4 separate regions of the Mus musculus genome follow, and all the other regions are linked to region 1. Evidence: chromatin contacts called from public Hi-C, HiChIP or PLAC-seq and promoter capture Hi-C data. All regions are on one chromosome and are shown on one strand. The core of a region is the stretch at or near the end of the contact, and the rest is flanking DNA. Distances in the headings are between cores, read along the strand shown.

The links. A called contact is a pair of places that touch in the nucleus more often than the background predicts. HiChIP or PLAC-seq counts read pairs in DNA pulled down with a chosen protein or histone mark. Capture Hi-C pulls out chosen DNA fragments and counts their contacts.
Region 2: a contact with region 1 is called in a Hi-C map of neutrophils, with 5 times the contacts expected there. The contact joins the promoter of Gga1 here to the promoter of Josd1 in region 1. A contact is called at or near these places in 1 of 39 promoter capture datasets (liver), 4 of 484 Hi-C or Micro-C datasets (CD4 T cells, embryonic stem cells and neutrophils) and 2 of 9 other capture datasets (adipose tissue and liver).
Region 3: a promoter capture Hi-C map of adipose tissue shows a contact between it and region 1, with 2.3 times the contacts expected there. The contact joins the promoter of Sh3bp1 here to the promoter of Josd1 in region 1. A contact is called at or near these places in 2 of 39 promoter capture datasets (hematopoietic stem and progenitor cells and hippocampal neurons), 1 of 484 Hi-C or Micro-C datasets (B cells), 2 of 115 datasets of contacts at active chromatin or transcription factors (bone marrow-derived macrophages and pancreatic cancer cells) and 2 of 9 other capture datasets (adipose tissue and liver).
Region 4: a contact with region 1 is called in an H3K4me3 HiChIP or PLAC-seq map of embryonic stem cells, with 2.4 times the contacts expected there. The contact joins the promoter of Sox10 here to the promoter of Josd1 in region 1. A contact is called at or near these places in 7 of 39 promoter capture datasets (the 3T3-L1 cell line, the C10 cell line, embryonic stem cells and 2 more), 5 of 115 datasets of contacts at active chromatin or transcription factors (bone marrow-derived macrophages, cardiomyocytes, embryonic midbrain and 2 more) and 1 of 9 other capture datasets (embryonic stem cells).

What each region holds. Positions count from the first base shown.
Region 1 is chr15:79,684,980-79,691,220 of GRCm38.p6, reverse strand. Josd1 (Josephin domain containing 1) reads left to right here and starts at 3,349. Exons shown (of 4, transcript NM_028792.3): 1 at 3,349-4,488. The coding sequence starts at 4,304. It overlaps Gtpbp1 (GTP binding protein 1), which reads right to left and starts at 325. Exons shown (of 12, transcript NM_013818.2): 1 at 123-325. The coding sequence starts at 314.
Region 2 is chr15:78,874,711-78,880,951 of GRCm38.p6, reverse strand. It overlaps Gga1 (golgi associated, gamma adaptin ear containing, ARF binding protein 1), which reads right to left and starts at 3,762. Exons shown (of 17, transcript NM_145929.2): 1 at 3,335-3,762. The coding sequence starts at 3,377.
Region 3 is chr15:78,897,392-78,903,632 of GRCm38.p6, reverse strand. It overlaps Sh3bp1 (SH3-domain binding protein 1), which reads right to left and starts at 3,865. Exons shown (of 18, transcript NM_001316684.1): 1 at 3,672-3,865; 2 at 2,445-2,487; 3 at 2,130-2,234; 4 at 1,002-1,078; 5 at 668-779; 6 at 498-574; 7 at 1-80. The coding sequence starts at 3,730.
Region 4 is chr15:79,160,846-79,167,086 of GRCm38.p6, reverse strand. It overlaps Sox10 (SRY (sex determining region Y)-box 10), which reads left to right and starts at 2,597. Exons shown (of 4, transcript NM_011437.1): 1 at 2,597-2,805; 2 at 3,293-3,798. The coding sequence starts at 3,371. It overlaps Gm10863 (predicted gene 10863), which reads right to left and starts at 1,021. Exons shown (of 5, transcript NR_029470.1): 1 at 908-1,021. RefSeq lists enhancers at 546-1,392, 866-1,556, 2,082-2,740.

The DNA.
Region 1 (6,241 bases), core at 2,100-4,599:
GGCTGCATCCCTTCAGCGCTCCCGTGAGCCGTGCCACTGGACAGCCGGCTGCCCGCCGTCGCCTCGGAGACCGTCCGGCCCCTCCGCGTACCCCTGGCCCCGCCGCCGCCTCCCGGGCCTACCTTGCTGGTGAGGTCCAGCTCCGGCTCGCCGTTGAGCGCCTCGCCGTCCTCGCTGCAGTCAGAATCGAAGCCGCCATGGAGTCGGGCCGCGGCCGCGGCGGCCCGAGCCGCCCCCGGAGAGCTAGGCTCGGGGGCGAACATCGAGGCCGGCACCGGCGAGTCGACCGGGGAGCGACTCCGCTCCGCCGCCATCTTTAAGAACTTAAGCTAATTCGCAGCCGGCCGCCCGCCCTCCCTCCCTGGCTCATTTAACTAATTTATGCTCGGCCCCGCCCCTTCTTGTTAGAATAATTTATGCGCGGCTTCCCCGCCTCCCGAGACTGTCACGTATCTCTAGCGGAGACACAGAAGACCCAGTCTCTCATTTACCAATCGTCGCAGCTCTCTCAAATACTTTAATGAATAATTAATGAGACCAAAACCCTAACAACAAACGTCGTAGTGGTCGGGAGCCTTGGTCCCACCTCTAGTGGGGCCAACACAGCGTGCACGCTACCTGCCTGGATCCTTCCCGCCAACGGGAGCGAAGCAGAGGTTTGACTGACTTGACAACAATCCAATGAAAAGAGGCATCCATTCTTTACTCCCCACCTCACTTTCCAGAGGCGGGGCCAGCCTCCAAATCATACTGCAAAACAGTCCCGCCTGGAGCCTCTCAAAATGATGGACAAGGGCGGGACCCAATCTTGTCCTCCCTAAGTCCCGCGCGTCTGGCCGCCGCATACCCAGATAGTAAACTGTGAAATGAGCCTGGCACTCCGAATGATTGAAGGCAGTTGCTGCAACACTGTGTCCGGCGTGCTGGCATGCGCAAGGCAATTTTTATAGTAGAATCGATGCTATGTATTCCAGGAGTGGTAATATTACAGCCGCCAGACCAAGACAATTAATTAAATGCTGACCTCAGGGAGTTCCATTCATGACTCCTCGGAGAGCAACTGAGTGAACAGAAAGATGTTGACAGCCCAAACTCTAGCGTAAATCCCCTCACGTTTTTGGTGAACAGCTGAGCCACAGGTCTAGGATCTGTCAAGGTAGTTTCTTGTGGCTTATTTTTCAGTTGCCACTTGTGGAAAGTCCCAGTCCAAAAAAAAAAAAAAAAACCCGCCGTTCGTGTACCTGAAATTCCCGTTTCAAATGTCTGAAAAATTTAGACTATTAGGTGAGTTCTGTTTTTTACCAAGATCTAATTATGCTGGCTGGACCTGGCCACTCCTCCTGGTAATAGATTAAAAAAAAGAGCAGCCGCCTGAGGAAGTACGAGAAATTTAGGGATTGGACCACAGGATGTATATAGTAAGTAAGGAAAAGGGTACAATATAGCCGTCACCTAATTCGGGGAGAGTCTTGTCCTCATTTTTAACGTACTACCAAGTCTGTGAGCAGATGCTGCTGGAAACCTGACCTTAATGGTTTTTTACTGAGATTTGTTTTTATTTTGTATGAATGGTGTGTGTGTGTGTGTGTGTGTGTGTGTGTGTGTGTGTATGTCTGTGTGCCACCTTTGTGCAGGGCCTGTAGAGTCTAAATGGGGCACCGGAACCCTTTTGGACTAGAGTCGCAGACGATTGTTAGCCTCCATTAGGGTACTGGGAATCCAACCCAGGTCTTCTGAAACTCTGAGCTATATCTCCAGACCCAGAGATTCGGACTCCTAAAGTGAGAGGCAGTCTTGTGGACCGTAACCCTATATCTGTGGATTCTGACAGTATCCCCAAGTATTAAGAATTCAACTGGAGGTTGCTCACTGCTTGGCTGGGGGTGATCAGAGGTGACAGTTGTATTAATTCTATTGCTTCGATTGCTATTTAGCATTGTATGGCCAGAAAAAGTTCAGTTTCAGAATACATTGCTATCTGGCTGGGGGGAAAGACTGTCCTTCTCACTATAGGACTTTGCCTAGAAAGGATATATATTCTGAATACTTGCTTTTCGAATTGAATGTTTTGGAGAATAAATATAAAAAGTAACAGTTGAGAGGTAATTCCTAATCATCTTTACATTCTCTTTCTGAAAACAATTTGGTCCAAGCTCAAACCCTTAATTCACTATAGACATAATGATTTCAAACAACTTGATCGACTTCTTTGGGCTGTATTTTTCTCCCTGAAAAAGAAAAAAAAAGTCTAATTTGCTTAACAATAATTAATTACTCATCAGTTAATTAATAGATGTTTACAATAATTCTGGTTGAACAGCAAGTCCCTAGGAGATAAATCCTATGTAAATACACTGTAACAGTTTGGTAGTTTACACATTACACACACACACACACAAAAAGATAATTCAAAAGTAGTCTAGGTAGAGGATGCCCTATCATGTGGTAATCTCTCAGATGTGTTGCACAATACTGTTGATTGGGGTGATCATGAGGATTAGAGAAACCATTACTTTGAAAGTGCAAATCTGTTGTTTTCCCTAACAAAAATCCGATAGGAAGGCAAGTTAGAAACAGTGACTTAATTTAAACCCATGGGAAACTGTAAATAGTCTGCCTTTGGACACAATGTACTCAGCTAAACTCAAAATACGGAGCTCTAGTTGGTAGAGTGCTTGTCTTGCATTTACCAAGGTTCGATCCCTTGCCCTGAACAAATTGGACATTCTTGGTTACGTAATGAGTTTGAGACCAGCTGAACTAGAGAACACACACGCGCACACACACACACGTCTAAAAAGAAGGATCAGAAGGGAAAAGAAAACACAGAAAGGAAGGCTTGTGACAGCCATCAAGAGAAGGTTGCTGATCAAAAGGGCAGTGGTTTGTGTGAAGTGAACTGGAATACGACACCAAGGATCTGAAATAGAACTCAGGTTTCCATTTGAAATATGACTCCCGGCGAGAGTCTTGCCCTCAGCTCTCAAAGAAAACTGGAGGCGGTCGGGTTCACCAACCAAGATTACGCCCGACCGCGTCGGTAAAGTGTTAGGAAATCTGATGAACATAAGTGGGCCAGGGCAGCCGCTGCCCGGGCTCAAGAAAGCACTCTGCCGGGAGGAGGGCCCTGCGGCGTCCAGGCGGGAGTGGGCGCCGGGGCGGAGCTGCGGCGAAGCGACAAGTCGACCTCCCCCGCTACCGCGGAGCTCCACAACCCTGCACAACGGCTCCGCGACCTCTAAGCACCTCCACCGGACCAACAGCCCGCGTTGGCTACGTCACACAACGTCAGGGGTGACGCGAGGTTGGCAGGCGGGGTCAGCGCGGGGGCGTGTCTGGGGCGCGCGCGGAGTGAACGCCGCTGACGTCGGGCTCAGGTGCGCGTGCCCGCCCGCTCCGCCGCCTGCTTGTCCGCGCGTGGGCCAGGTGGCGGCCCGCAAGCTCCAGGTGGCGGCGTCGGGGAGACGAACAGTCCCCGCCGGGCAGGCAGCGGGAAGGAGCCCGGGACTGGCCTCACGTGACAGCAGGAGGTCGCTGCGGGGACGGTCAGCCCGGTGGGCCAAGGCTGCACCGGGCGAGGCAAGGCGTCCGGCCGCACCCTCGCGGGCCAGGCGGGACCTCCCCGCGGCGGCGCCCGGGCTGCCGTTCCCCTTTCCGCGGCTCCTCCCGCGCCGAGGCGAAGCGGCTCCTCCGCTGGGCCGAGTCCGCCAGTCCGCTGGCGGTCATGGAGCGCTATCCCCGGAGCCCCCGCGCGGCCCGCGACCTCACGCCCTCCGATCCTCGCTAGCTCTTGGCATTGGGCCTTTTCTCCGCCACCCAACCCGGTCTTCGGAGCCTGTGGTGTTGTGATTCGGACGAAATGGAAGAAAAGGAGCGATGTGACCCCTTCGGTTCTGCCCTCCTGCATTGAGGCCTAGTTGGCATCTGCAGAGAGGAAAACACGGCCAGGAAAGCGTGGTGTTTCTTTTTTTCCAAAGGGGGTGGGAGGGGAAGGCGGCAGCCAAAGGGAGGAATCCTACGTTTTATATGTTTTTTTTTTCTTTGTTAATTCTACACTTTGAAAGTGTTGGCTAAATAAACTAATCCAAAAGTTATTTTTTCCTATCGAGAAGACAGAAAAAGGTAGATTTTTTTTTTTGTCCCTTTTGATTCCAACCTTTCCTCCCAGTGACAAAGCATAAATCATGAACACCAGAGAATAAATAGGTGAATCTCAGGAATCCGAAGACAGAAACCTAGACTTTCCTCAGGAGGGAAGGAGCGGAGTGTTTAGCGGCTCTGCCTGGAACCTAAATCGAAAAACATGAGTTGCGTGCCATGGAAAGGAGACAAGGCCAAAGCTGAATCCTCGGACCTTCCCCAAGCAGCGCCCCCACAAATCTACCATGAGAAGCAGCGCAGGGAGCTCTGTGCTCTTCATGCTCTCAACAACGTCTTCCAGGACAGCAACGCCTTCACGCGGGAAACGCTGCAGGAGATTTTCCAGAGGTAGGACTCCCCTGCTTGGCATCTCGATCCCCCCCACTTCTTGGTATTTCTGAGTTTGTGTGGGTGGTGCAGTGTCTCGGGGACAGAAACCTTCAAACCTACAGGTTTGGAATTTAGATGCTGGGGGCAGGAATGAGGCACACAGAAATGGCAGGCAGGTAGTCACCATCTATGGTCCATCTGTGGTGGACTAACCTCAGTTGTGCTGTCTCCACGGCTGGAGTCAGACAGAGGACTCCGTGTGGCATGTGTTATTCCCATTTGTGATGAAGACAGGGCTCAGTGGGTCCTATCTCCACTGGTGGTCACTGCTCTATTGCCTCCCTAACAGACCTGCCACCAAGGAGTTTACAATCTAGGAGGGATACAAAATACATCCACATTCAGCCATCTGTTACCAAAGGTGGGACATGGTGGAAATCTCAAGAAAAGTATACCCACAATGCTTAGCTGTTCTGGGGCCATGTGCTGCCTGCCCATGGTGTGTCCTTCATTTGTTCTGTGTGACTTCCTCACAGTTCGTTTTACTGATAGAGAAATGAATAGAAAGGTCAAGTAATTTGTTCAGAGTAGCTTCTGAACCAGCTACGCTGCGATTAGAGCAGACTCCAGCTCTCTCCTGCTGTGTGATAACTTTAGTGGGGCTGGTGTGAAGTTCAGTGATAAGAATGCTTGCACATTACGTAGGGGGTCCTAAGTGCAGTCCCTAAAAGTGTGTCCCTAAAAGACTGTAGAACAAATATGCCACTCTACAAGTGGTCCAGGGTACAGTTTTATGCCCGTTGCTTTGCTTTCTGAAGGGCCTTGAGAGTTAGTTCTATAGTGTCTGACTGGACCCAGCAACATGACAGAAGTTCATAGCAGCTTTGACAGTGAGCCTGTCTTACCCCTCCAACTGGAAAAGACCTCAGGACAGAGAGAGCTCAAGGATGCTGTAAGTGGTATACACTGAGGTCCTCATTTGGAGCTGCACAGGAACATGCGGTACAGCTAGGATGTTTGGGGTGATTGGTATGCCTAAGTGTGGACCACTTAACTTGAAAGAACTACAGGAGTCTCTGAGAAGAGCTGTATCCTGAGTGCTCTTACAGAACTACAGTGAGAGTAATTACTTTCTAGTGCCAGTGAAAGATCAGAGGGCAGCAGGGCCGATGTGCCACTTGCTCTCTGTAAGTACAGCTCAGTCCTCAGAAGACGAAGCTCTGGGGGTAAGAAAAGGTGTCTTCCACCACCCAGTCATGTGACAGAAAGGAGAGCCCAGGCTACTTCTGAACGACTTCCCTTTGGCCAGCTGTTAATGTTCTTCTGGGTAGCTCTGAATTGTTTTCTCATCTCTAACCAGGGAGAAGGAAATGACTGGCCATGGGCACCTGAGTGTGCTCGCTGCTACTTGGTACTTAGAGCAACCTTAGCCATGGCCTGGGAAGCCCAGACAGAGTTGCTGTCGTTTGCCTAGTTTTACCCACCAGTAAATTAATGTCAGATTGTATGTAGTTAGTCACGGTCAGGTTGACAGGTTCTGACCTCTGTGAGTTTGGCTCCTGGACTGACAAGGGAGTTAATGAGACACTAACAAACCAACTCTCTGCTCCATTCTGAGGACTCCCTGTGCAGCCGCAGAGTCCTCACACCCAGCTTGGGAGGTAGGCACTATTGTTTCCTATATTCCAGATGAAGATATTAGGACGTGGAGTCTGTATTTGTTAATGTTGAGATTTCTGCCAGGCTTTATAACCTCCAGAGGGCTCCTCCT
Region 2 (6,241 bases), core at 2,513-5,012, 810 kb after region 1:
CGAGCACATGGGACATGATTCCCTCCACTTCTTGCTGGACACCCCCACGCCTGAGCACTGACCTTCCGGTGGGATCAGTGGGCAGAAGAACACATGGCTACTGCTTACCTCGCCTTCTCCCAAAGGCCCCATCCTCAGAGACTACATCCAGGGACGGCCTCCCATGGCTGTACCCCACTACGCTGACTTTCCCATCTCTCACGCTGTTCTCAAGAGCAGCGCCCCAATCCTCCTGGTATCCATACTCAGGAGACTGAGGGGTAAGAAAAAGGCCAGGGTCCAGCCCTGGAGGAACTGTAGGCCTGGGCAGTGGGCCAAGAGAAGCTAGGCTCTTAGAGAAAGGTAAGTGACTAAGAAAGCATGGGAACCCAGCGCAGGGGACTTGGATCTGCCTGGGGCCGGGGCAGCTGCCCAGGCTGAGGGCCGCTCTGCTCAGGTAAGGACATAGCCTGGGAAAGACTGGACCCTGGGCCTCACGTCTAGTTCTGCCAGACCTTGTCCCTGGGGAGTGGCTCAGGAACACTTCTTCCAAGGGTGCCTTCTTCACTTCTGCCCACCACGGCAGCGGCTATGTTCCTAGCTATTCTTTACAGAGGGCCCAAGTGGACTATTACACAAGGCTGTGTGACTCCTGCAGAGAACATGCCTTGCTCCGCTCTCATGGATGCATGAGGGATTGGTGGCAGGGAGGATGGGGCTGGAGAAGCTGGGATGCAGGGATGGGCAACAGCACAGAGGAGCAAATAATATGAGACAGTCCCCTTGTGGAGCCCCCAACACTGCCGGGTGAAGAGCCGTGCAGTAAGAAGAACTTCTTGAACCTCTGTTTCCCTACTTGTAGAGCTGGACAGTACGCAGGCTGTGCACTGTGAGGCAGAAGTGTTCTCATGGTTCTGGGACACTTCTGCCCATGCTGCAGGCGCAGAGGACCACAGCCCAAGGGGTGGGGCTATGGAAGATCTGTGGACAGGAAGAGGCTAGGGCCCAGGATGTGGCACCTGCTCAGTTGGGGACCTATGCTATGTCTGGGGGCCTAGACACCCTCAGTGTCCGGCAGCCATTCACTTAATCCATAGTTAAAAAGAAAAAGAAAAAATACGGTGGTGGACAAAAGCTCTTCTTTCCTGAAACTCACTGGCGCAAACAGAGCATCTCTGAGTACTCAGATTAGCGATCTCAGAAGCGCTATGAAGACGGGCAGAGCAGGGGAGGGAGCAGGGGAGGGATGGAAGGAGCTGGGGCAGGCTGCTCTCTCCCGGGGGCTCAGAGGCAAGATGGATGGCCAGAGGCTGAAGCAGCATTCTTTCTGGTACCAATCTATCCCAGGAACCTTGTGGGTGACCCTCCAGTCCTTGAGAGGAACAGATGTCACCAGTGAGGCCCCCAGGGACACCAGCAACATCTCTTCTTCCTTAGGTCAGGCTGCACATTTCCCGACCTCCCAGTCCCCCACAATGGCTAAGGGACTGAACACTGGGAAGAGAGCCTGCAATCTGGAGGCAAGGAGAAGGTTCGGGGTACTGGCCTCTCAGTGACAGCTGAGAAAAAGGGCTAGAACAGGAAGTCCTCGAAGTGTCAAAGGCACGTGAGCCCCAGCAAGGGTGGAGCCAAGCAATCCGAGTCAGGAGCCAGGGAAGAGGAAACTCTGGCCAGGATCAGTTTCTCCCCAGCATTGAGCAAACGGAAGATCTTAGAACTGGAAGAGACATGACCCCACCCCTTTCCCCAACCTCCACAGTGCGTGTGCGTGTGTGTGTGTGTGTGGGGGGGGGGGCTCATCTCCCCTGGCAAGTGGCAGAGGAAAGTACTTGAGGGAGAGAGGTATTTCACAACTGGGCATGACTCTTCAGATGCTGTCCTGGCTAGTTTTGTGTCAACTTGACACAGCTGGAGTTATCACAGAGAAAGCAGCTTCAGTTGGGGAAGTGCCTCCATGAGATCCAGCTGTAAGGCATTTTCTCAATTAGTGATCAAGGGGGAAAGGCCCATTGTGGGTGGGACCATCTCTGGGCTGGTAGTCTTGGTTCTATAAGAGAGCAGGCTGAGCAAGCCAGGGAAAGCAAGCCAGTAAAGAATATCCCTCCATGGCCTCTGTATCAGCTCCTGCTTCCTGACCTGCTTGAGTTCCAGTCCTGACATCCTTTGGTGATTAACAGCAATGTGGAAAATGTAAGCTGAATAAATCCTTTCCTCCCCAACTTGCTTCTTGGTCATGATGTTTGTGCAGGAATAGAAACCCTGACTAAGACAGATGGGGAAAATATCTATGGTCCTCTTTTACCTCTGACCTCCTGAGACCCGTGCAGTACTGTATCTCATGCAGTCCATGGTCACTGTCTCCTTCTAACCACCAATCAACCCCACTGCCAGGCTGACTCTCCTCCGCCCCCCCCCCCCCCCCCAGATCGGTGAGCTCTGGGAATCAACCTTCCAGTTCAACTTCCTTCGAGGCTGGCTTCAAAGATGCTGACCATGTCGGCCCACACCACCCTGCACAGATCCTTGCTATATCTCAGACCAGGAGGTTGAGCTTGAGGATAGACCGGAAGGCTTCTCTGGGTCACATCCCTGAAAGGCCTTGGGACAGACCTGTCACTAAATGGACCAGAAGAGCCAACCTGCAGCTCCCAGGGGCAGAGTTCAGGAATGGGGTTGGCAAGGCCAAGGATCTTCAACAAGCAGTGTGGGACAGGGAGAACAGAGGATGGGGCTTGGAAGCCAGAGTTGGAGGAAGCTGTTTCGAAGGAGACAGGAAACAAGGACAGAGGCCTGGGGAGGAGGCTCAGCAGGGGCTAGGAAAGCAATCTGGGACGCAAAGCAAGGCTGGGCTTGGGTATAACGACAGAGAACTTGATTTCCTTATGGAGTCTTAGACGGGACCCTTTCAAGCACTGGGAGTTTCTCCAGGCGCGGACAGAGCTGGATCAGATGGGCCAGGGGTCCCCCCTTTCCTGGGCTGGGGGACCGAGCAGATCTAAGAAGAGCTGCGGGCACAGGGTTTGAAAGACTCAGGCCCTGAGGAAGTGGGGGGATCCCTCTAGGGGAAGACTCGAGGGTCTGCGCTTTGGTGCAACAGGCAGGGCCTTCGGGGGTCCGGGATAACTCTGCGCCACCGGGTCACCGGGGTGGGTGGGCGGCGCCCGCTCCCGGCCAGGCTGCGCGCAGCTGCCAGGGTCCGAGCGGAGCGACAGACTGGGGCGCCGCCCCTCCGGGTCGGGGGGCGGGGCGTGAGGAGGGGGCGCGCGGACCCCGCCCCGCCGGGAGAGAGAGAGGGGCCAGCCTCGCGCCCCCGGTTCCGGTTCCGGTCCGGCTCGCGCCCCTCCCGGACACTCACTGATTCGTGCCTCCAGAGTCTCCGGCTCCATCGCGGGCTCCATCCGCCACGGGCCCCCGGCCTCGGCGCCGCCCCCCGCCCCCCGGCCGCTCTCGCGGGAACTCCTCGGCTCCGCCCTCGGCCGGTTAAAGGGGCCGCGTCCACCCCGCGGAGTAGGAACGCGGCACCGGGACGCCGGGCACCATCGAGACGCGGGTGGAGCCGCCTAGAGCGTCGCCTCGTCGGCGCCCCTCCCCCTGGCGGCTGGCGGAGTCGCCGGTGGGGCTGGTCGGCGGCCTCGCAGCTCCGGGCGCTCGGGCGGGAGAGGAAGAGGAGAGCCTGGGGGTGGCGGGCGGCACCATAGAAACCCCGCGGGACCGCTCTAACTCAGTTAGCGTCACGCAGAGACCCGTGACCGCTTCCGGGACAACGCTCCGGAGCCATGTTTCTGAAGGGGTTCTGAAGTCACTTCCGGAGCCCTCAGGGGTACTTCCGCTTACGTGGGAAGATGTCAAAGTCCCTTAAAAGGGCAACTGGGCACTGTGGCCGCCGCCAACGCGATGAGGTTAAGCTAACGTTTGTTTAGCTCTTAAAGCCCTAGGCATTGTTCTGAGCAGTTTTTTCCCCTTTGAGACAAGGGCTCACTGTCTTGCTCTGGCAGTCCTGAAGCTCGCTCTGTAGAATAGGCTGGCGTGGAATTCCTGAGATCCGCCTTTTTCCGCCTCCCAAGTGCAGACATTAAAGAAGTGTGCCACCACGCCCAGCAAAGGGCTAAGTCTTTTTTTTTTCTTAACCTATGAATCTACATTCAAACCCGGGAGCCAGGTTATGAGTTTGCCTGAGGTCATTAGGGGTCAGTGCTTGCACCGAGTACTTAATTCTGCATTCAGTTTAGAAACTCCTTGCATTTGGGTTATTCGGTGCCCAGCCCTGGAGAGAAAGACAAGGCCAGATATATATCCTACAAGGTGATGATAACGCCCGCACTTATCAGACAGAGGCAGGAGGTTATCAGTTCAAGGCCAGTGTGGAATATCGTATCTCAAAGCACGTAACACTCTCAAGGTGATGGGGAAGCCAGAGAGGTGGTGGCAAAATGAGAGGTTATCTTTCCCCAAACTGGAATGGTGACGACGTCAGGCTCTTTTTTTGAGGTGGTTTAGGAGGAGGCAAAATGTGAGGTACTTTCACCCGCTTTTTCCACCCTCTGCGGTCGCCTTGGCTAATTCTCAGGAATGCCAGTTCGCTCTCTGTAGCCTCTGGCGGCCGTCGGGGGAACTGGCTACTGTGCCCTCTCCAGCGAGCCTGTGCCAGGAAGAGTTAAAGAGCATCTGAGACCAAGGAACCGGCGAATCCAGTTCCGCATGCCTGTGGCCTTGGAGGGATCAGTATTCACCTTGCAGAACCAGTTACCTCATTTCAGTCGGGTTTTCTTCTGAACCCAACTCTCAGTGAGACGTTTAATTCTCTCCTGCAACCTATAAGATACGGGAGAGGGTAACAAGATGGGCTCCGCCTGCTTTGTTTTCTTTATTTTTAAAATTGTTAATGAAATAAAACCCAACTGCAGGCCGGGCAGTGGTGGCGCACGCCACCTAGCACTTGAGAGGAAGAGGCAGGTGAATCTCCGAGTTCAAAGTCAGCCTGGTCTACGGAGCGAGTTCCAGGACCCAGGGCTACACAGAACAAAACCCAAAACAAAAACCCAAACTGCATTTGCCAAATTGATTTAAAGTCAGATCACTACTCACAGGCACTTTTGGTGGAGCGACAGAGGCAGGGTCTCCTGTAAGCCTAGGCAGGCCTTGAACGCACTATAGACTTGATCTCTGATCCTTCTTTCTCCACCTTCTGCGTGCATCACCACACCTGCAAGAGAATAGGACTTCTTGCAAGCTAAGCAACACGCTACCAACTGAGAGACATCTCCAGCTACTTCTGCCTCCATCTAGAGTCCTTATAGCCCAAGCTGGCGATTTCTGTGGTACCTAGCATTTCATATAAACATGTTAGGCAGACACATCACCACCTGAGCTCTAACCTCCAGCTGCCCCACAGTGTATTTCTTTGCATGCTTGTGGTTTGTGTCCCTCCCTGCCTCTGGGAAGTCTCATCCTGAAGCATTGCATCTGGTGAATCCCTGAGTTTCTTTTCCTGTTGCTGTGATTAAACTGCTCTGATAAAAGCAACTTAAAGAAGACAGGGTTTCCCACAATTCAAGGGGAGGAGAAATCAAGGCGGTGGCAGCTGGGCCCATCACAGCTGCAGCTGAGAAACAGGGCAGAGAGAGTGTGGAATGCACACTGCTTCCCGCCCTTTCTCCACTCACACAGTACAGGTTCCCCATCGGGGATGGTGCCACCCACAGTGGGCAGGTCTTCCCAGCTCAGTAGACTCAGGCAGGGTAATCCTCCTGAGGCACGAGCAGCAGCTCATCGACCAGGTGATTGGAAATCTGTCAAGTTCACAGAACTAGCGGGCACAGTGTCCTGAGACCTAAAATAGTGCTGGGGTCCAGAAGGTGCCGGGGTTCAGAGCATAGTGCCTCAAAGCATGGCGCCTGCCCACACTGAAGGGATCTCAGAATCGGCACAGAGCACAAGCAGACACTAAATCCTCAGCCCCAAAGAGATTTTATTTACCTAGGAGGGGACAAGCAGGGGGTCTGACTGCCTCTGGGTCAGGCAAAGTGAGCCTCAGGTGTCTCTGTGGGAGTGGTTTGTTTGTAAGGAGACAAAGGGGGAAGCCTGAATTAGGATGACTTGGTAAATCCTAATTGGACATGTTAGTTAGTGTAGCCAAATGTTGAATTTTGATTGCTGGACCTTGGTGATCAGCCTCAGGAATGTATTCGAATGGTTTAGCAAAGGAGAGGGAATCGGAAAAGGAAGACCTGCTGCTGTCATGATTGCCAGGCCTGGGCTTGTC
Region 3 (6,241 bases), core at 2,616-5,115, 790 kb after region 1:
CAGTGGTGGTGTGGGTGTGACTGCCTGAGGCACCACCCAGGCCTTGGTTGCTTCCTGAGTTCTTGGCTGCCTGGCTGAGCCTGGGGAGGATCCCAAGGTGGGTGGTCACTGGCCCCATTGCATGGCCAGAGCTAAGTGTCCCCTCCATACACGTAATCACACAGGACTCTAGGGTTTACAGAGGCAAAATAGAAACTCCTTGGGCCTCTACCGGGACTAGGCCCAAAGTGCTCTAGGCCTCCCTCTGGTGGTGGTTCCTGGTAATTACAACTACTCAGCTCCAGAATACAGCAGATAGGAAGGAGCCCTAGAACCATCTAGGGATCTTGGAGACTACTGGTTTTCCTAGTTTGGGGTCACCTGTGGTACAAGAGCACACATGCACACTGTCACACATATATGCCTTTACCTCAAGTGTTCTCAAGGACCAACATGGCCTCAAGTAGGGCCTGCAGAGCCCTACTATGACTTAACCTAGGCTCAGGTGCCCTGCCCACCTGCTTTTGAGGGTGTTCCAGTCAGACACCAGCTTCTGAAGGCTTTTCTTGTGCTTCAGGATGGCAGGCAGCTCCTCCTGAGGGCAGGCGCAGGGAGGGCTCAGGGGTCTGGTGGGAGCAGGGACGGCGGTGGGGGGAGGCTAGGGCTGGGGTTTGGGGTACACAGTCACCTCGCTCAGCCTGCTGAGCGGCTGCAGGACATCCCTCTCCAGGGTCATCTCAAACTCGGCTAGGATTCGGGCCAGCTGGTTCTGGATGGCGCAGGTCATCTCCAAGGCCTTCCTGTGGGCCGAGATTCCCAGTGGGCCAAGGCTGCCTTGGTCCCTTCACCTCCACCTAGAAACACCTGAAGGTCCCAGCCTCTCTGTTTCCCGCTTTCTTGGGCCTTAGTGATCTGGACATTTCTCCCAGCTCGGGTCATCCTTTCGAGGTAGACACCCTGGCTGATCTGACCCCCCCCCCACTGTCCCCTCTATCGAAGAGCCAGGTCCCAACCATGCTCACCCCATGCTGGAATCAGGATCCAGTTCCTTGAAGCTCTCTGCCATCGTGGTAGAAAGAGCCATGAGAGGAAGCTTCTTCTGCGGGGAGGGGTGGGGTGGGGGGTGGGATGGGGGGGTGGTGAGAGGAGGGGGGTGAGTGAGCCTGACTTTACCAGTTTCCTACACTTTACTGGAGCCCAGAGCATCTAGCCAAACTCACGCCCCAGCAGAGGGAAGAGTCAACTCAATAGATCCACAATCATAGGTAAGTGTGGAAACTGGATGACGATGACAGTGCGTGGCCCCCATCCCCCCTCCATGCATGCACACTTGTGTACAACCTCTCACAGACCTGGGATCCCTCCCTCCCTCCCTTATTTGACCAGACAAGAAGGAATGATCAACCCAAGAGAGTCTAGGAAACTACTGTGGAGAGGGAGGGAGCCATTTCAAAGAGCTGGCCTTGTGGCTGGGGTAGGGGGTGAGATGGCCTGAACTCCTTCCCTGTCTCATGGCACAGGTGGTTAATCTGGTCAGTCTCTAGCTCAAGTTCTCCAGGGTTTCCCATTGCCTCACATCCAGACTCTCCTCTAAGGGGGTGGGGGTGGGTGGGTGGTATATGCTAGGTGCCCTCAGCGGACTGAAGAAGGTGCCCTGGGACTGAGAGTGGTGAAGTGTGTGGGTGGTAGGAACCGAAGCCAGGTCTGTGTAAGAGCAAGTGCTATGCTGAGCGGACCCTCCAGCTCCAGCCAGGTGAATGTTTGAACCATCCGCATACTTCCTGCATTTACAATCACAGGGACCCCCGGGTCCACTTTTGTCACTCGTTACCTGGGTGATCTTGGGCTAGTAAATTTAGGTCCCGGTTTCCCATTATACACCAGTAGACTGTACAAGGGGCTGTTGCCAGCAGTGGGGAGACAATGCATCAGCAAGCCGTCTTAGCAACAGAGTAGCAGGAGTCAATAGCCGCCCAGTTGAGTAACAGAGCATCCTCCTCCATTCAGCTCCCAAGGTGTTCCGCCCACCTAGACCGCTTGGGGGCCTACTAGCTCAGAGCAAAGCTCAGAAGCTGCAGCCCACCCAGGGGGGGGTCATTCCCACCCCATCCTTCACCACACAGGTCTCTCCTCCCAGAGACCCCACTTACCACCCGCTTGTCCATGTCAGCCCCGCTTTGGCCCTGCAGACAGGCCTGCAGCCGTTTGTGAACATTGTGGGCTGCTCGTTTAGCTGGCTCCAGCCGTTGCTCTACCTGGGAGGTACAGGGGCGGGGCGTGTGAGGACTGTATACTGTGTCTCCCCTAGAACAAGAATCACTTTTCTCTTCCCTCCTGGGCCTTCCCTGGCCAGCAGGGAATGACACAACCAGGCCCTTGACTGCTGTCCCCGCCTGCCAGCCTCTATACTGACAGCCTGCATGGGCCTGCCTCCCAGCCCAGCCCGCCCAGGCCCAGGCACGTACCTGCAGCAGGTCCTCACCCAAAAACTCGGCAGTCTCCGGGGTGCTGTGGGGGAAGGGGGCTTTGGATGAGTCAGTCTGGGTTAGGGAACCCACTGCCTCCCTCTAACCCCTGCACATGGAACCTGAACCCAAGATGCTTCCAGGACCCACCAAGCCTGGGTGGCCCGTCCACATCGTAGCTGGAGCACATTCCATGGTAGTTAAGAGGATGCATGCCTGCTTCCTCCTCCACCCAGGGCTGTGTCCTGGGAGAGGGTGGACCCATGACACCGAAAAAAGCAGGAGGGAGCTACCCAGGGCCCAACTTCGGGACAGAGGAAAAGTTTCTCATCTCCCCATCCCCCTAAATAGTTTGCCTGGCCCGGAAAGAGGAGGCCTAAGCTGGCCCCCAGAACGGGAAGTGTGGAAGCTGGTCTCCGGGGTGGCCAGGCCCACAGGCATACGACATTGGACTGCAGCTGTGGGCAGGTCTGGGGACTCTGCCCAAGGATACATAGGGACATGGGTTCAGGGCAGAGTGGCTTGGCTTCGTAGGTACATATAAGTGTTTGTGTCACTGCAAGGTCTGGATCAAGTTTCTGGATACACGGTCACCTCTCTGGGCCCAAAGAATGGGGAACTCCCAGGCTGGGGAAGAGGGACAGAAAGAAAGGCTCCGAGAAACTCCCCAAACTTCCGCTCCCATAGTTTTGGGGCTGGGAACCGAGGAGACCAAGGGGTGTCTCTACCTGAGCCTACGAAAAGCAGAAGCAGGACCAAATGGCAGGAGGCCCCTGGGTTGGGGGAGGGGACGGACACCCAGAGCAGAGCAGGCCCCTCCTCCCCAGGCCAGAACACTGCCAGTCCCTTCCCCCAGGGTCTGGGGCCCCCGATCGGCTCCGTTCCTCCCCTTCCCTCCAGTTAGAGGTGGCTAACTGTTCCCATTGTCCGGAGGGGACAAATGAGGTTCCAGGCAGCGTCTTGGCTCAGGACGCATTCTGCTCTCTGCAGCAGCCTCTCCAACCGGGAATGGAGGTGCCTTCCCCCGCTCCCCCTCCACCGCCCGCAAAAGCCAGCTATGCTTGTGCGACCACAGTGACTTCAGACCCCAGGAAACGAGGTCAGGGCTCTGGCATGCCAGAGGGCCGCTGCCTAGATATCTTCGACCTCTGTGACCAGTTCCCCACTCTCCTGCGCTCGCTCAGGTCCTGCGAAACGATAGCACGGCTAGAAGCGGGTGACACTCACCGTCCCGAGCTGCCCGTGTGGGCCAGCTGCCGCATGCGGTGCAACTGCCTCTTCATCATCTTGGGTCCGGGCAGGGGGCCGAGGAGTCACCTTGGGGGTTGAGGCTGGCAGCCCCCGGCCCAGCCTGCTTCCCCGCGCGCTTCGCCCCGGATGGGTGGGCGGCGCTCTGGCTTCCTGGGCCGGCGCGCTCCTCTGGCTGGTGCTGGCGCTGGCGCGGGCGCTCTCCTCCCCCGCTCACGACTCCGCCCCCGGCCCCCAGGTCACTCCTTTCTCCAAGTTTGGAGTCTCTCTCTCTCTCAAGTTTGGAGTCTCTCTCTCTCTCTCTCTCTCTCTCTCTCTCTCTCTCTCTCTCTCTCTCTCTCTCTCTCTCTGCTTCCGGGCCTCAACGACCCCCGGGTTGTCCGACCCGCCTGCCGAGTGTCCGTCGGTCTGTCTCTCTGAGGTCCGCAGTTGAGTGCGGGCTCTTCCTTCCCGCAGCCTGTCCTGTCACCGCGGCGGGTGGCGGGAAGCAGGTAAGCTGCTCCTGCCATCACCGCCCTGGGTATAAACAACCTTTGCTCTCTTAGAGGGAAAGGAAGGCTGCCTAGAAGGGACAGGCCTTCAGGACCTGTGCAGGCCAGTCACTAGGGGATGCTGCCTGGGGACTTCTTCTCCACCATACTATTCCCTGACCATCCCCCTTGCCTGCTGGACCACTGGCTCAGAACTTGGGGTACCTGGGACTACCAGATACTAATGTCCTTGGATCAGTCCCCAAAATTCTGCATTCATTGTGTATAGTAGCTTGGTAGGACAACTGTCCTTGTCCAGTCTATGCCACAGGGTAAACAAGATACCCTGGTCTGCTTGGTCTGCTCGTCAGCCCTTGAGGTCCTGTCACTCTACACTTTAAAGAGTCCCAAGCTTTGACCGCTTCCCCTATTTGTAAAACTCTTTCTCATTTCTTTTAGCAAATGTCCCAGGCGCCTGCCCTTCCTTCTTGTCAGGCCTTGATATGTATGGGTGCTGCTCTGAACCCCCAAACCCGATTTTCTCTTTGAAATGTTCCGCTGAACACCAGCCTGAGCATACAATAGGTGTTCATAGCTACAGAGCAAGAGAGCCGGTGGGCAACTGCAAGCTGACTTCAGTATGCACCCTTCAGGCTTGGGAGGGGGAAGGGTGACTACAGGAAGCCCTGTGCACCACACCAAGCTTTGCTCTCTTAGTTTCAGTTCAGAGCCATACCACTTGAGCACCTACTGTGTGGGGGTAGAGAGTTGGTGTGCTCCTCAAAGACTTCCCTTTGCTCCAGACATCTCTGTGTACCCAGCACAGGTCTGGCACATGGTGTTCACTCAGCCGCTTTCCCCATTTAAGAAGTCCTATCGAGTGTGGGAGGAGCCCAGAGGGGTCCCAGCAGCTGCTGCAGCCAGAACATACTGGCCAGGAACAGCCACAGCCTCTCATCAGTGGAATCCTGGCTCTCTGATGGGGAGTTGAGAAGGCAGAGCAGCTTCCTTGTCTTTCTTTTTCCGATGGGAAGGAAGGCTGCTGCCCAGTGTTTGGAGAAGAGATGGCAAAAGATTCTAAAGAGGGGGCTGGAGAGATGGCGCAGCAGTTAAGAGCACTGACTGCTCTTCAGTGGTCCTGAGTTCAACTCCCAGCAACCACATGGTGGCTCCCAACCATCTGTAATGGGATCTGGTGTTCCCTTCTGGCCTGCAGGCATGCATACAGGCAGAACACTGTATACTTAGTAAATAAATAAAAATCTTTAAAAAAAAAAAAAGATTCTAGAGAGGTGTCAGCCTTGGGGAGATACTAGAGTGGTATAGACCTGGCCTCCTAATGGGTAAGACAACATCTTGCTTCTAGTCCTGGCCCTTTTTTTCTCCATCCTCCCGGTCCTACCCAGAACATTTTTGCGTTTCAGTTTTCCCTGATTTGGCAGTGGGTACATTCTACCGGATGAGCCTTAGGACGATTCCCGCTCCAGGCTAGCACCTTCATGCCTCCAGGGAAGTCTCTGATCTCTACGGTGCTTCTGCCTTCATGTCCAGGGTTGGTCTGAAAGGTACTTCAAGGCAGTCCTGGCTTATACCCTACGCCTTCTTGGCTTGTCCCGGCCTAGCCCTAACTAGCCTGGGGAGGGGACAGCTCCCTTGGCTGAAATAGCAGGTTTCTTTTTTGTTTTTTTGTTAAGAAATGACTAGAGTGTATTATCAACCCATCCAAGCTCTTGCCCCGCCCCTTCCTCCTGTCTTGGCTCTTGCTGTTCCTGCAGCCAGACCTGGGGCCTTCTGGATCTGACCAGATAAAGCTGCTATACTTCCAGGCTGGGTGACCTTGGTGTTGAATCATTGAAGGTGGAAAGCCCTGAAGCTTGAACCATACGCTATTCCTTCAAAAGATGTTGTAATCCCAAGTTTTTGCTTAGTAAATGCTGGGGTCATGGCTGGGTCAGGCTCTCTTGGTGGGGATGTGTCTTTTGGTCATGTACTAGAGATGAATCCAGGGCTTTGTGCATGCTTGCTTGCCAAGCGCTCTGCCACCAGCCCCTGTTCTCCGGGCAGCCGGAGGACAATACC
Region 4 (6,241 bases), core at 1,348-3,847, 520 kb after region 1:
AAAGACCCTGAGCTGGACCCTGGAAGCTCCTGATAGGCCTCTGCCTGTGGCAGGAAGCCTGGATTCCACCACACTCTTGGCCCTCTGCTGGGGAGCGGAACACCAGTACCACCCCTCACACATGGTGGGGAGGAGCCCTCCTCTCCCGGGCAGCTTTGATAGGGTGTGGGGCATGGGGTCACAAGCATCCCTGGGATAGAGTCAGGAATGGAGGGTTAGCCCCTCCCCTCTAGCTGCCAGCTGGGAGAGAAACAGATGGTAGTTCTGGCCCTCCTGGTCACCCTGACGTCTCCAAGGCCTGATGTCTTCTCACACGCACGCGCACACACACACTTTCCTATCTCTACTCTGTAGAGAAAATGGGGGCGGGGAGGGTTTACTGTCCCTTTCTGGGAAAAAACAAAAACAAAAACAAAAAACTGGTCCCTATGGCCTAAAACAAGGCAGAAGGTATCCCGATTGCCAGCCTGCTGCTCATTGATGTCTTGTTCACAGGGGGAATCCCTCAGCCAACACACAATCTTTCCCCTGCCCGCCTCAGCACCACCTCTCAGCAGGTAGGTAGGCAGGGTCCAACCAAGCATTCAGGAGAACCTGTACAGAGTGGAGGAGAGACAAGGAGAGAGTGCAAACCAGGTGTGGTCCTTTATAGACCCCCCACACACACACTCACACCCCTTCTGGCAGCTGGGCCCAAGAGGGTAGTGGCAGGGGACTAGAGAGGGGACCGGCTGTGAGACCACCACTCGTGGCCAGCTTTCTAAGCCTGAGCCCACTCTCCCCCTCCCCCACAGCACTCCTCTATGCCTCAAGGGGTCTCAGGCTCAGCCACAGACACACAGAGAGCAGGGAGGACCTTCCCTCCAAGAGGAGGGACCAAAGAGTGGAGGGATGAACAGGGACCCACCGGGAGAGAGATGCCAGGCAGGCGGGCAGCGGGCAGACAGCAGTTGGAGACCGCTGCAGGGAAGCCGGGGAGGCCGGATGCTTGCTGCTCCGTCCCTCTGTCCATCCAAGGCGGCTTCTCTCCGGGCGGTTCTGAGGCCGGGCGGGCGCTGTTAAAAAGCTTTTTATGTGTGTGTGTGTGTTAATCACATGATTGCCGTTCACCTGTATTTCGAACAAAGACAGCTCACTGTTTCAAGGCCCCGAACAAGAGTCTGGGCACAGGGAAGAGAAGGGAGGCGGGGGGGAGGAGGGTTGGCAGCGCCGGGGGTGGCGTCGAGGAAAACTGGGGGGAGATTGTCCAAGGCCAGCGAGCGAGAGAAAGAGAAAACCCTTATCAAACTCCTAATTCACTGGGCTCTGCAGCCCCAGACACACTGGCCCAATTGTCTGGCTGGTTGTGTGTGCGCAAGCATGTGTGAGTGTGTGTTACCAATGTCTGCCACCCCCTCGACATGCCTTTGCCCTATGTGACTATCTCTTTGTGTCCCCACTATCCACCCTGGGGCCCTCCCAATCATTGAGGCCTTGATTCTCCAGACCCCAGTTCCAGCTCGACTCCAGAAGGTACCTGTTTGGTGTGGGCCTAGGGCCTTACCTAGCTAAGTGGGACAGAGAAGCCACACACTGTCAGTGGGGTGGCCCATGCTCCTCTGTTTGTCCCTCCGTGGGCACCCCAGTTCCGCCTAGCCACTCAACCAGGAAAGGGTGCCTTCACTGAGAAGAGAAAAGGACACTAACTAGGCTGTAGAGGTGAGACCAAGGATAGGAGCCCTGGGGCAACGGGAGGAAGAACAAAGAATCGGCTTGAGGGGCAGAAAGGGGGCGGGGGCTGTGAGAGCCAGGGCAGTTCCTGTCTTTTCTCAGTGTGGGAGAGTAAGGGACTTCACATCCAGACATCCAGGACTGGGTCTCCTTTCCAGGGAGAGGAAGAGCCCTTCATGGAAGTGAGAGACACCCCCTCCCCAAAGTCCCCCTCACCCTTCTTGAAGAGTAGGGCACTCTCACCCTGCCTCAGCCTCCTGTGTCTCTCTCTATCCTGGGCCAGTCCAGCCTTCTGGATGCTAGGATCTTAGAGAGAAGGGATCACGGATTGAATCTGGGGGTTGTATGTGTACAGGGCAAAGGTTATCCAGCTGCGGTCCTGGGGGGCTTGGCTTGGGTCAGCTGTGTTGGAGAGGACAGGAGAAGGCGAGGGTCTGATACCTACTGCAGGCTGCGGTGCCTAGCACACAGTGGGACTCAGTGGGATTTCTCAAATGAAGCAACACAGGCCACGACCCTTTCAAGTTATCCACTCTCCTCACACCTCTCTCCAGTCCTTTGTCAACTGTCCATGCCACCACCTGTGGCAATGGTTTAGGGTCCCAGGCAACAGGTTCTGACTGTGCCACCTGTATCTCTCCCTTCCCAGACCTAAAATATCCCCATGCTCACACCAGATGCCAAACCCAAGCTGAGTCCAGGGAGACGGGCCTAGGCAGCAGTGCGGGTCACAGGGCTGGGGTTGGGGGGGGGGGGGCTGGGCAGAGTGGAGGCGTCCTGGGTGTTGGGGATGAAGGCAGCGCTGGAGGCTCCACCTTCTGCCCTTCCCTCCCTCCTTTCCCCCTCCCCTCCCCCTCCTTCCTTCCCCAGCCGTCTGCAGCGGCTCAGTCAGTCTCGGCTGTCCAGCCAGGGTGTTTGGTGGTGAGGATTCAGGCTCCGTCCAGACAAGGCAGTGGCCTGAGGCTCAGGGCCCCCCAGCCCCTCCCTCCCAGTCCATCAGCGTCACTCCCCAGCCCCGAGCTGGACCGCACACCTTGGGACACGGTTTTCCACTTCCTCAGGACGAGCCCCAGACTGGAGGAGAGGTCGGAGGAGGTGAGTGCGCACTGCGCCCCTGGGCCCGGAGTGCCAACCGGGGGTCTGGGTCACCCCTGCTTTGCGATGGGAGAGTCTGACACCCTGCAGGCAGGCCTGCGTCCCCCCATTCTGCTCCCCTAGGCTGTCAGAGCAGACGAGGGGAAAGAGAGGTGAGCGAAAAGGTGGGAAATTCCAGGGGCCCGGATTAGAGCCGAATAAAGGGTCCGTTTTTCTTCCTTTCCATCAACAAACCTCCACCCAAAAGGAGGTTTAGGGGAAAAAAACGAAAAAAAAAAAAAAAAAAAAACACCCACACCTAGAGACGGTTGGGATCAGGGGGTGGGAAGACGTGGAGGCGGGACGCACCCACCTAGGGTCTGGCATGTGCACGCGCCCAGGCCCGAGTGGGTTTAGCGCAGGCAGGGAGAGTCGCCACTTCGGGGCTGCACCCGCGTGCCGGGAGTGGCGCCCAGCGCCTCTCCATCGCGCCCTCCTTCCCGTCCAGGTGGGCGTTGGGCTCTTCACGAGGACCCCGGCGGCGGGCCCGGGGGAGGCGGCCGAAGCGGCGGCGGCCGGGAGCGACATGGCCGAGGAACAAGACCTATCAGAGGTGGAGCTGAGCCCTGTGGGCTCGGAGGAACCCCGCTGCCTGTCCCCAGGCAGCGCGCCGTCGCTGGGACCCGACGGCGGCGGCGGTGGCTCGGGCTTGCGAGCCAGCCCGGGGCCCGGTGAACTGGGCAAGGTCAAGAAGGAACAGCAGGACGGCGAGGCGGACGATGACAAGTTCCCCGTGTGCATCCGCGAGGCGGTCAGCCAGGTGCTCAGCGGCTACGACTGGACGCTGGTGCCCATGCCCGTGCGCGTCAACGGTGCCAGCAAGAGCAAGCCGCACGTCAAGAGGCCCATGAACGCCTTCATGGTGTGGGCACAGGCGGCACGCAGAAAGCTAGCCGACCAGTACCCTCACCTCCACAATGCTGAGCTCAGCAAGACACTAGGCAAGCTCTGGAGGTGAGCGCTGCCCCGGCCCAACACCCCCCTCGTGCGCGCGCACTAGGGCTAGCCTGGGACCCCAGAACAGGATCGCCCAGGCCTCTCTCTCAGGGGAGACCAACCTATGGAAGTTTGGTCTCTTGGAAGACCAGATTTGGAGATCTCGCCCACCCATCTACCCAAAGTGCCTCTGTGGGGGGCTCCTCTGGCTGCCCACTCTGGAACTCAGAACCCCAGCGGCCTAGGCTGGGCCTCCCCACCCTGGGACGGCGGGCGGGAAGGCGCCCCCTCGTGGTTGGAATTCTGTGGGTGGTGGGCAGGGAAGGCAACATGGGGGTGTGGGGGAAAGCTTCACACCAGACCTCCACTAGATCGCACATTCACAGTGTGCCGCTGCCACCCGTTTGTGGGGTCGGGAGTGTGGGGGAAACTTTGGGAGAGAGCTGGTCTAGCTGTAGATGCCGGGGGTACGGAAGCAACCAGATGGAGAGCCTGGGTCAGGGTGAGGAGGGCTCTGCAAGGAAAACAAGGAACCCAGAGAAAGCAGAGTGAAGAACTTCCATCTCCGCTCCCACAGTGTCTCTCCTGTTCCAGCTGCCCTGGGGAACCTTCCTGACTCCAGTGTCTAGACTGAGAGCTTCTTTATCCCCAGGAGAGGGCACACAAAAAGAGGCCTTCCCCTCCAGCTGTGGCCCTGAGCTACCAAGCTCTTCACTCCTTTCTCCAGCGCCATCTTCCCTCCCTGGGCTCCACCCAATGGTTGAGCAACCTCTTCCCCACGCTCAAGAACTGGGGCTGAGCACCCTCGCCAGGAGGAAGCCTGCTTCCTGCCATGGTCCCAAGGAGCCCCAGGCTGCCTAGGCTGACCTCGGGGCTCTATGGCAACATTTTCCCAGGGACTAATTTTGACCCTCGTGCTCTCCTGGCCCAGTTGCAGATACGTGGGGCTCCCTGACTCACCGCAGGCACCCTGGGCCAAGCCCAAAAGGAACAAGGGCTCCAGCAGATGCTAGGCTTGCTGAGGTCACCTGATTCCCCACTGGACTGTACAGGAGAAAGGCCCAAGAGAGAGACATGGCTTGGGTCAGTCAGCGACAGAACCAGGGCCAGAGACCAGTCACCAACCTTCTCAGGTTATCCCCGCATTATCCCTAGTGGCTGCATTGGGTCCCACTTTACTCTCTGGAGTGGTGGGGCTGAGCAGAGGACAGGAGAGTGGAGGCCTCTATACTTGAGGAGACTTGGGGGGTCTGTGAAAAGGGCTGGCTCCTTCCACTTTGCAGGCTCTGTATGAAGGCCATATCAGACTTGAAGCGGTAGGAGCAATTGGCTCCCTGAGAACAGAGGGGTCGGTAAGCAGCCTCCTGGTCTGCACTGGCCATGTACTTGTTGAAGGTCCGGCACCCCTCCCCCAGCCCTTACCCCGCAACTCTGACAGGCAGTAGCTGGACAGCCAGAGTCCGGCTCTGCTCCAGAACAGCAATGGCAGCTAGCTCCTTTGCCTGAGGTTCCTCTAGGTGTGTACCACTCTCCCTCTACCACCTGTTGTCAAGAGTTTAAGGAGTCTTTCCACTGCCCCTGTCCCATTTTCACTTAGAACCCTTACCTGAGTCCCCTTCAGGCTGACTTGTCCCTAGCTACCACTCAGACAGCAGGGGGCAGGGAAGGCAGCAGAGCCCTACTGGCTGAGGATCCAGCCCCAGGAGGTGGCAAAACAATGCCAAGGAGCCAGGCTGGTTACCTGGGCTCTGCCTGGGGGTCCTTGGAGACACTTGAATGTGACCTGGGCTGGCCAGGGATCTAAACACAGTTGTCCCAAGCTCCAGGGATCTAAACACAGTTGTCCCAAGCTCCAGGGATCTAAACACAGTTGTCCCAAGCTCCAGAGATCTAAACACAGTTGTCCCAAGCTCATGGCTCCAAGGACATCAGGGGTGTCAGGGGTTGGATCAACAGAACTGGAAAACAGGCTGAGACCTGCTTCCTGAGCTGGGGGCAGGAGGGGGGTGGGACAATGTACTTGAACACAGGTCCTGGGGGGTTGTGTGAGCTCTTGGCACACTGACCTTGGATGCCACCTGGAGAGGAACCATTAGATGCTGAGCCGTGGGATGTTTGATGCTGTTTAACTGGTGGAGGAAGCATAGTTTGAGCCAAGAAACTGGGAGGAGGTTGAGGCTGAAGCCACTCCTGTTAGAGGCTCATCCGGCCTGGCCTGCCCCAAGTCTCACAGGCTCTTGCCCGGTCATCTTACGCTGTTGACCTGACTGGAGGACACTTATAATAGTGTTCCACGAGGTGCTGCCCATGGGGCTGGAAACCAGCCTCCCTTCTCCATCCACCCATTCCAAACCAAGAGGTGAAAACAAGTGAGGACTGAGCTGGGGGAGGGGGACAGCAGAGGAGGAGGAGAGCCTTGAGTGTGAGGATTCGCACAGGAGTGGAGGATGGCTGTGGGGAT